Regions from separate parts of the Mus musculus genome. Here region 1 is linked to region 2. A link is a contact called in public Hi-C data. All regions are on one chromosome and are shown on one strand. The core of a region is the stretch at or near the end of the contact, and the rest is flanking DNA. Distances in the headings are between cores, read along the strand shown. Region 1 has its middle 15 kb from the start of Gm30073. Region 2 has its middle 130 kb from the start of Gm30073.

The links. Hi-C and Micro-C count contacts between places; a contact is called where the count stands out from the background.
Region 1: a contact with region 2 is called in a Hi-C map of uterus. The contact joins two enhancer-like sites. A contact is called at or near these places in 4 of 484 Hi-C or Micro-C datasets (bone marrow-derived macrophages, cortical neurons and uterus) and 2 of 115 datasets of contacts at active chromatin or transcription factors (astrocytes and fibro-adipogenic progenitors).

Annotation. Positions count from the first base shown.
Region 1 is chr10:87,810,722-87,815,034 of GRCm38.p6, forward strand. No RefSeq gene overlaps it. Among named protein-coding and RNA genes, the nearest start is that of Gm30073, 15 kb to the left of the region's middle. Within about 2 kb of position 1,855, at least 53 of the 459 cell types and tissues checked have an H3K27ac peak or open chromatin away from gene starts, as enhancers often do. A contact at or near this core is called in cortical neurons and uterus, where this site is marked.
Region 2 is chr10:87,664,422-87,668,717 of GRCm38.p6, forward strand. No RefSeq gene overlaps it. Among named protein-coding and RNA genes, the nearest start is that of Gm30073, 130 kb to the right of the region's middle. Within about 2 kb of position 2,095, at least 46 of the 459 cell types and tissues checked have an H3K27ac peak or open chromatin away from gene starts, as enhancers often do. A contact at or near this core is called in cortical neurons and uterus, where this site is marked.

The DNA of each region.
Region 1 (4,313 bases), core at 605-3,104, 150 kb after region 2:
ACCTATCTGTGATTAATGGCTGGCATGACAAGATAGCTCTAAGGGTGCAGTAGGGGATTCACATCTTGGCAGTAACCAACAACTGGACTCAAGGCCAACTCAACCAGGAGAGAAATCATGCCTGGTATTGGAAATCTAACCAACTACCCAGGGCCAGTGAGGTCATGGATCTTAGAAGAACGCCTACTATCTCCACTTTAATAAGCCAACAAAAACCCTAACTATATTCTAATTATTTGTCCTTATATCCACAGAGAAGTATAACTTTCATCCTCATCAAAGAACCTTCCTTCTGCAACAGAGACCATTATAGAGAAGTCAAATGATCAAAATGCATAGGCCAACTGATCGCAAGGTGCATGATCCTACTGGAAACATAGAACATGACTCCTGCCTCTAAAACTCAAAAAGAAAAAGAGAGAAGGGGGGAGGGAGAGGGAGGGAGAAAGAGAGAGAGAGAGAGAAGGGAAGAAGGAAGGGAGGGAGGAAGGGAGGGAGGGAGAGAGAGAGAAAGAGAGAGAGAGAGAGAGAGAGAGAGAGAGAGAGAAAGAGAGAGAGAGAAAGAAAATAATCAAGAAAGAGATGGTGCAGAGATTGTGAGAGCTGGAGAATCTGCTGCACAGTCTTGTGTCCTAGAAGTCATAGGGAAGCTTCACCCAGCATACTACAACTTCCTAAACAAGTCCTGACCAAGAACATCAATAGACATGCTAATGTAGACGGAGGAGATCCCATGGGTCCCCACTCCTACAACACCTAAACACCGTAGAGAGGGGGAGAATTGTCTTCCCCAAGGATGAACCCCCTAAGTGGTCATACAATACTAAGTGGTCAGCCCTAAAATCATATACACACAGCAATGCTAAATGGACTCAGTGGGTCATTTATACATGTATGTATTTATATAAACATACATGACAACAGCAAGTAAAAATAAAGAAGCTATGAATTTGAGATGAAGTGAGGAGGCATGGAACACGGGAGCAGTGAGAAGGAAGAAGGGGAAAGGGGGAAGTTATTTAATGATATTTTAATTAAAAGTTAAGTAAGGAAACAAATTTTAGACTTTCAGACTGTTCAACAGACCTTCCGAGCCTGCTAGCCCTTCATGCATCAGATGGGAAAGAGGGTGGATCTGAGAATGGGCCCGGGAAAAAGTCCTGAGCATTCTCTTTGAGCATACTTCCATCCTCTGCCAACTCTCTGCAGAACTGCCTGAACTATCATTCACTCTTTATGTGAGAAGAAAGTGCAAACCTGCCCAACAAGAAACAGGGAAAGGGGATAATATTTGAAATGTAAATAAAGAAAATATCTAATAAAAACAAAATATTAAAAAATAGCATTGATATGAAAACAAAACAAAACAAGCAAACAAACAAAAACCAAAAGACTAAAGTTCTTGTTCAGACTTTGCCACTTCTTTCCTGGGTGATTTTCATTAAGTTCCTTGACTTCTCTGGATCCCGTTGTTCTTCCCTCACTGGTAAATGGAAAGTGAGAGTCCACAACACCCATCTGGTCACAGAGTCCCCAGTGAATGGTGCCTCAGCCAGCCTCAGCAACAGTGTCAGGCCTGGGCTGCTCCTGCCTCCCACTAGTGTTGGAGGCCTCCACACTAGGATGCCCTGCCAGAGGCTTTGCCCAGCTCCTCACACCACACCAGTCAATCCCCTCTGACACACACACAGACCCTAAATGGTCAGCTGGTCATGCCGCCCTGCCCTAAGCATGCATCTGCCCAGGATCACAGAGATGTCAGGGGAAGCTGCTCTGACTTGGTCTCCAGCACAACCTGACACTGGAATCTCTCTCATCAGGCAGCGGAGGAAACATGTGGGATCAATTAACAGGACCAACCAGGGAAGCAGGCGGCAACTTCATCTGACTTCCATGGGTTTATAGAAAGTGGAATGGAGCAAGCTAGCTTCAGCACAGCACTGCAGGGGGCTTCTTGCTATCCCTGAGCGCTTCAGCACCTAAGCAACCCTCAAGCCTGAGCACTCTGCTTCACCACCAGGGGAGGGATTGATCTCTCTGTGCTTAAAGAGAATGGTAAATAAGAAAGAGACAGCAGGGACCTCAGGGGAGGGACAGACTCAGATGCAGATTTGCAAGGCAGAAACGCAAGTAAGGAAATCGGAAGCAAGGCAAATATGCTAGTCTGTACTCACAGCCTAGCAAAGACAGGAAGAGAGAGGTCTACGTCACTACACAGGATACATGCAGCCATAGGCTGCATACACCCAGGAGCATTTCTTTTCCCACCTATCCTTGCCAACAATTAAGTCTTTGTCCTCACTGGTTAAGTAGCTTTTGCAGTCACAAATTCCCCCAGGGTAATTCAGCAGGGGCTGTGGGGCTGTGGGGGGTCCTGGATTACTTTCCTCTCCTTCTATCAACCATCCTGACCCAGACCTGCAGCATGGAGTTAGCTGTCCCTGAAGGCTCTGTTTGCCTGGCAGGGTATTACACAGGTTGAAAACTACACTGCCTGTGTCCTGTCGTATTGGCAGGTGTCTGCCAAGCACTCATACACACACACACACACACACACACACACACACACACACACATATGGAACATCCTCTGCTTCCTGGGTACATGGTGGCTACTGAGCAAGGAGGATGAGAAGCAGGGTGTCCTCGTTTCTAAAAGGCACTTGAAATGTGCAGCAGCGGCAGGCAGTCTCCCATTTGGCTGGCTGCCAGGCACAGAGAAGGCACTTTTGTGCACCTGGATGCTTTTGATCAAGTGGAATGAATCTCTTCCTCTCCTGGGGAGAAATGTTTATATGCAGGAGTCTTTAGGGATAGTCATGGTGACAGCCTGGTGTGTGTGTGTGTGTGTGTGTGTGTGTGTGTTAATGCCACAATGGACCCATTTAATTTATGCACTTAATATGTACCGATAATTTTTAAAACACATATGAAATGCAGACGCTTAAGACAAGGTTAAATACCACCAGCCCTGGACCCTTGGGGGAGAAAAATCATCTTTGGAAATTCTAATGTGATTCCTGCCTCTCTTCTCAACAGCGCTCCATAGCTCTCTTCCCTGCCAATGTGTGCTTCTGTCATTTTTTACAGCAACTCCTGTTCCCCTCCAAGGGTGATGCTCCAGCTGAGGCTGTCTTGCAGGCTGTCTCTGTGACCCATGCTCTCCAGCATCTAGCCTCTCCTAGGAGCTCCCAAATCCAAACGTGCCCAGTTCGTTACAAACTCTTATGCAAGAGAAAGGATGTGTTCAGGAGACTTTTCCTTGCCCCTCCAGGGTTGAAGAGAGCAAGCCAATGCTATGAAATGTGGCCCACAAAAAGCATCGATTCTCATTTCACATGGGCTTCCAAGAAGAGAAAGCCAAAGGGTTCTTGGAGCTATCCCAGGCCTTGCCTTTATGGGAAAGGGACAGTGGTGGTGTACACCCTTAGGCACATGGCTCTTCCTTTCCTTCTTTATCACGTTTGAAAGGTGGTACAATATGCAGAGCATAACACTTAACCCTTCTGCCCCCTTTAAGTATACAATTTGACAATTTTATTATTCTCACTGTTAGACAACCATCATCACAGCCCCTCCCCTGTTTTTTCCTGCCTATCAAACACTAGCTCTCTATAACTCACCATCTCAGCCCTTGAAACCCATTCTTATAATGTCTTTATCTATGGATTTGGCTAATTCTGTGTTCCACTGAGTGGAAATGATATGATATTTGACGTTTTGTATGTCTGGCTTATTCCTTTGAGTATAATGTCTTCAACAACATATCATGATTCAGAACTGACTTCCCCTAGAAGGCTTTATGATATTCAATCATACATATGTGCAACAGCACTTGGGTTATTTTTATTTATGACAATTGTGAGCAAAGCTTCCATAAATATGGGTGTCCAGTATCTCAAGACTGCTGTCAATGCATTTGGAGTCTCTACCCCACAATGAAAATAATTGACCTTGTGGTAACCCAGTGTTGATGTTCTTGAAAAACAACCTCATTGTTCACTCTTAGCTATACTATTTTAAATCCCACCAGTAGTGGGCTAGATCTCCAGTTTCTATGTATCCTTGCCAATACACGCTTGTTTCTATTGTTTCTCTGTTTGTTTCAAAAACGGGGATTCTCTTTTGTTTCTTATTTCAGTGGGAAGGACTGTTGGATCACCCTACTTTCCTTTGCTTGGCAGGAACATCTGTCTTAACAATGACAGTCAGCTTGAACAATGACAGTCTATACTCAGTATAGACTCTATCTGAATATGTTATATGTATATATACACATGAAATAGATACATATATGCAAATTCAAATGCTTGA
Region 2 (4,296 bases), core at 845-3,344:
AGATTCTGCTCATCATGCTTAAAGAAAAAAGTGGTTGGTGGCTATCATTCTTTTTAATTTTATTTAATTTTTTTTACACATCAGATTTTATCTCCCCTCTGGTCTACCCTCTTACTGTTCCACATCCCATACTTCCCCGCCCCCCACATCTCCACGAGGATGTCCCTACCCCTATCCCCCACCCCCGATCCTCCACCCTGAGGCTTCCAGTCTCTTGAGGGTTAGGTGCATCTTCTCTGACTGAACCCCGACCTGACAGTCTTCTGCTGTATATGTGTTGTGACCTCATATCAGCTGGTGTATGCTGCCTGGCTGATGGTCCAGTGTCTGAGGGATCTCAGGGATTCAGGTTAATTGAGTCTGCTGTTCTTGCTACAGGGTCGTCCTCCTCCTCAGCTTCTTCCAGCTTTTCCCTAATTCAGTCACAGGGATCAGCTGCTTCTGTCTATTGGTTGGGTGTAAATATCTGCATCTGACTCTTTCAGCTGCTTGTTGGGTCCTTCGGAGGGCAGTCATGCTAGGTCCATTTTTGTGAGCACCCCATAGCCTCAGTAATAGTGTCAGGTCTTGGAGCCTTCCCTTGAGCTGGATCCCACTTTGGGCCTGCCACTGGACCTCCTTTTCCTCAGGCTCTTCTCCATTTTTGTCCCTGCAGTTCTTTTGGACAGGCACAATTATGGGTCAGAGTTTTTGACTTTTTCTTTCTTTCCCCTTTCCTTTTTGACTTCCTTTTGTTTTTACTCTGTCACACTTGCTGAAGTGCAATTGTGGCTGGAGCCAAGGTCTCTCATACTTGCTCCCTTGGTGACCTCTTTCTGAAGGCCAAGAAATCATCTACTTTCTACTCTCTGATTTTCCAGCAATCACCATGCTTTGTAGACGTAGCCAGGGTAGATCCTCAAATAAAGATTTTTGTAAAAACAGGATATCAAGGAACATTTCTGCTTTGCTACAAACATAATTCTGAAAGTCACTGTGATATGCACATATGCCTGAAAACCATGAAGCAGGAGGCAATTGTATGTATATTCTCCACATTGCCCCTGTCAGGGTCTAGAACACCATTTTCCAGTTGAGCTATGAGCAGAATAAAAATAATCTCTCTCTCTGCTACCAAACATAGTAGCCACAAGCTCCATGCAGCTACTGACTAAAGAATTTATTTTAATTTAATTTTGACACATCATGACTGGTCATTGCTTATAGTGAAATGACACAGCAGATTGCAGATATAATTCCTGCGTATACATGTTTGTACTGGTGTATCTGAATCGTATGTGAGGATGTGTGTATGTGTGGATATAAGTGTTGATGTCTGAAGACAACTTGGGTGTCATTCCTTGGGCTCTTATCTTTTGGAGGAAGCAGACTCTGTCACTGGCATTGAGTTTGTTAAATAGCCTAGGCTTGTTGGTCGTTGAGTTTCAGATTTCCACGACTCCAAACCTCTAGCACTGGGATTACAAGTGCATTATCACCACACCTGGCTTTTAATATGCAGGTTCCAGAGATTGAATTCAGGTCCTTATGCATTCGAGTGAAAAACACTTTATCATTGGGGTTATCTTCCTGTAGGATATAATTCCCCAAGACAAGAGATAGATCTTCTAACCTTGTCAAAGCGAGGCATGCATGCTCAACTTCTGATCTGATAAATGAGAGCAGCATCTCCGAGATGCGTTGGATCTCAGAGCTAGTAAGGGCATGTGGCTGGGAAGTGATTTATTCTGCTCTTTCTATGATGCTACACCCAGTAGCTTTTCCTTCCTAATGAACGGAATGGCACTATGCTGCCGTGTGATCCTACTCATCTGAAACACAGCAGAGCAGTAATTAACTGCCTGATTTGCAAGTAAAATCTTCATAACCCCTTCTCTCCAGCAAACAAGAAATCTGGCTCTTTTGTCTATGGAAATGGCCTGCTATTTCTTTGCCCCTGAGACATTGGGCCATGACCTCAGAAGAACTGTCCCATATCACAACAAGCTGGTACTTTAGGGCGGCCTCCCATTTCTTCCAGCCAACTTATACCAAAGCGATTTCCCAACACATGTTTATAGATGTGCTCTCCTGAGCTCCACACACAGAGAACCGTTTTCCTTTTGAACAGCTTGTATGGTTACATCTTGTAGTAATTTATCTGTGTGCTGCCTGCCAACTGCTTTGGAGGGAAAACATGTTTGATGCATAACAATAGATCATTTGGGGATAAATCAAATCCTTAATGAAGTCTTGCTTCTCTGCAGCCAGGCCTCTCGCTCAGAGGAGCCTCTCTGGGGCTGTAGTGGCTTAGGAAAGGGAATGTGGGTGCCCCATTCTGTGAAACAAGTAAATTCAGAGACTTGGTTTTCTCCAAGACAAGACTAACAACAGAGCATCCCTGGGGCCCTTCCTCACGGAGGCCGACTGAAACCACTGATGTTGGATTGGAGTCTAGAGCCTGGAGGCTGTTCAGATTAGACCTATGTTTGGAAGAAATGAGAGATCTCTTTTGCCCAAAGCCTCACACTTTCCTTGGAGGGACTCCATGGCCGCCCACACACCCTTGTCTTTCCCAGTTCCTCTAGAGAAAAAGGAAAGTTACAAGGAGATAGAAAGTAAGAAGAGAGGAGAAGAAAGAGAAGGAGAAGACTAGAACCCACAGTCTAAAAGAAAGTAGGGGAGAGGTGTGAGAGAACAGAGGGAAGGCCTTAAGCAAGAAGGATGGGAGGAAGCAAACCAAGCTAGATACCAGCTAAAGCCATATGTACCATAAACACTGTGACTCTGGTTGAACACTTGCCATACACGACATGCCAAGTGCCAGACACCACATGCCAGACTCCTAGGAACCACGTGATATCCAGAGACCTTAAGAAAGCAGTGGCTGGATCCCTGCAAACCTCTTGTGCTGAGACTATGCACCACACAGGTGCTACTAAGGACGATACTCATCTCTTTTCTAAGCACTTCACTCCGAATATCTAGAAGGCCTGAAGTGGAAGGCTGAAAAGGGGGATGGGGGCTGGTGGTGAGGTGGGGGTAGGAAGGCACCATGAGAGAGTCAGAATAACTGATATAAAAATGTTTAATCATATCAGCCTGTCCTCATCTGAGGACATGCATCACCCATAGACATGCTAAAATGCCAAGTAAAACACAGATTATGCTTTGAGCCTGCACTCATGAACTCCCCATGGGAGCCTTGCAGGGGCTGGTATATGTTTTTTGCTGAATTGGGGGTACATTTGAAGCTAAGTTCTGAGATTGTTTTCTAAGGAGAAGAATGAGCTGTGCAAGTGATTTTTCTTGAGTGACTGAGGAACTCTTTCATCAAGTGCTCACCCCCCCCCCCCCCCCCCAGTCTTCTCTGGCTCCCTCTGCCTCCAGGACCAAGTCCAAACCCTCTGTCCTGAAATCCAAGGCCTTCCACAGGCTGGCTCCAGACAGCCTTATCAACAGTGTTTTTCCACCACTCTGCTGCGAGCGATCAATCCCGTGGAGTTCGTTCGTAAGCTTGAAGCCCCTCTCCCCAGACTCCGCAGCTTTTGGAAAGGGGGTCCTGAATCTATAGATTTCTTTTTTAAACTAAGAGGTTCTTGTTCCTCCCACCATCTGTTAAATCTTAGGTTAAAAACAGAAAGGGGTGGGGTTAGCATTGAAGCCCCGCTGCAAGCAAGCTTCGTGGGAACGATTCCAGATTCATGTTGACAACTTCCGTGTCCACCTTTATCCTTCCCACTGTTGGAGAGAGGCGCCTCCCATTCTAGGGGGGGGGGGGGGGGCGCGACAATAAGATGGCTCTGGTGAGTGTGCCTAGAACCGGGTGGAGAGGACTACTGTCACTCTCCCATTGGTCATCCAGTCCCCTTCTCTCCAGTTTTGTCTGTTTCCTCTTTTCATACACATCAACAGTGTCACCATTTGTCCATGACTCCATGTAAATTTCTCTCTCTTATCATTCCTTCTCATTCGCTAAGAACCTGGTTTATTAAGCCACCCCCTTTCCAGTAAAAGACTTTCAGTTTAGTCTCTTTCTCCCAAGGATTCTAAGGATTGGCATATGCATCAATTTCATGTTCTTGTTATGCTACAGTGAAACATGGATTTCTAGACAGAATGTCTTCACCATGAGAAGGTTCTCCAGCTTCTGTCCAGCTTCTTTGCTTATATCAAGGGCACAGTGGAGCAATAAAACAACTACTAAAATAAAGCTCCTGTCTGTGTACCTCCTTAGGTATCATGAATATTTCAGACACCTTTGGTTTCCTCTTGGTCTCTACTATATAGAGAGGGCATACTTACGGCACTCCATAA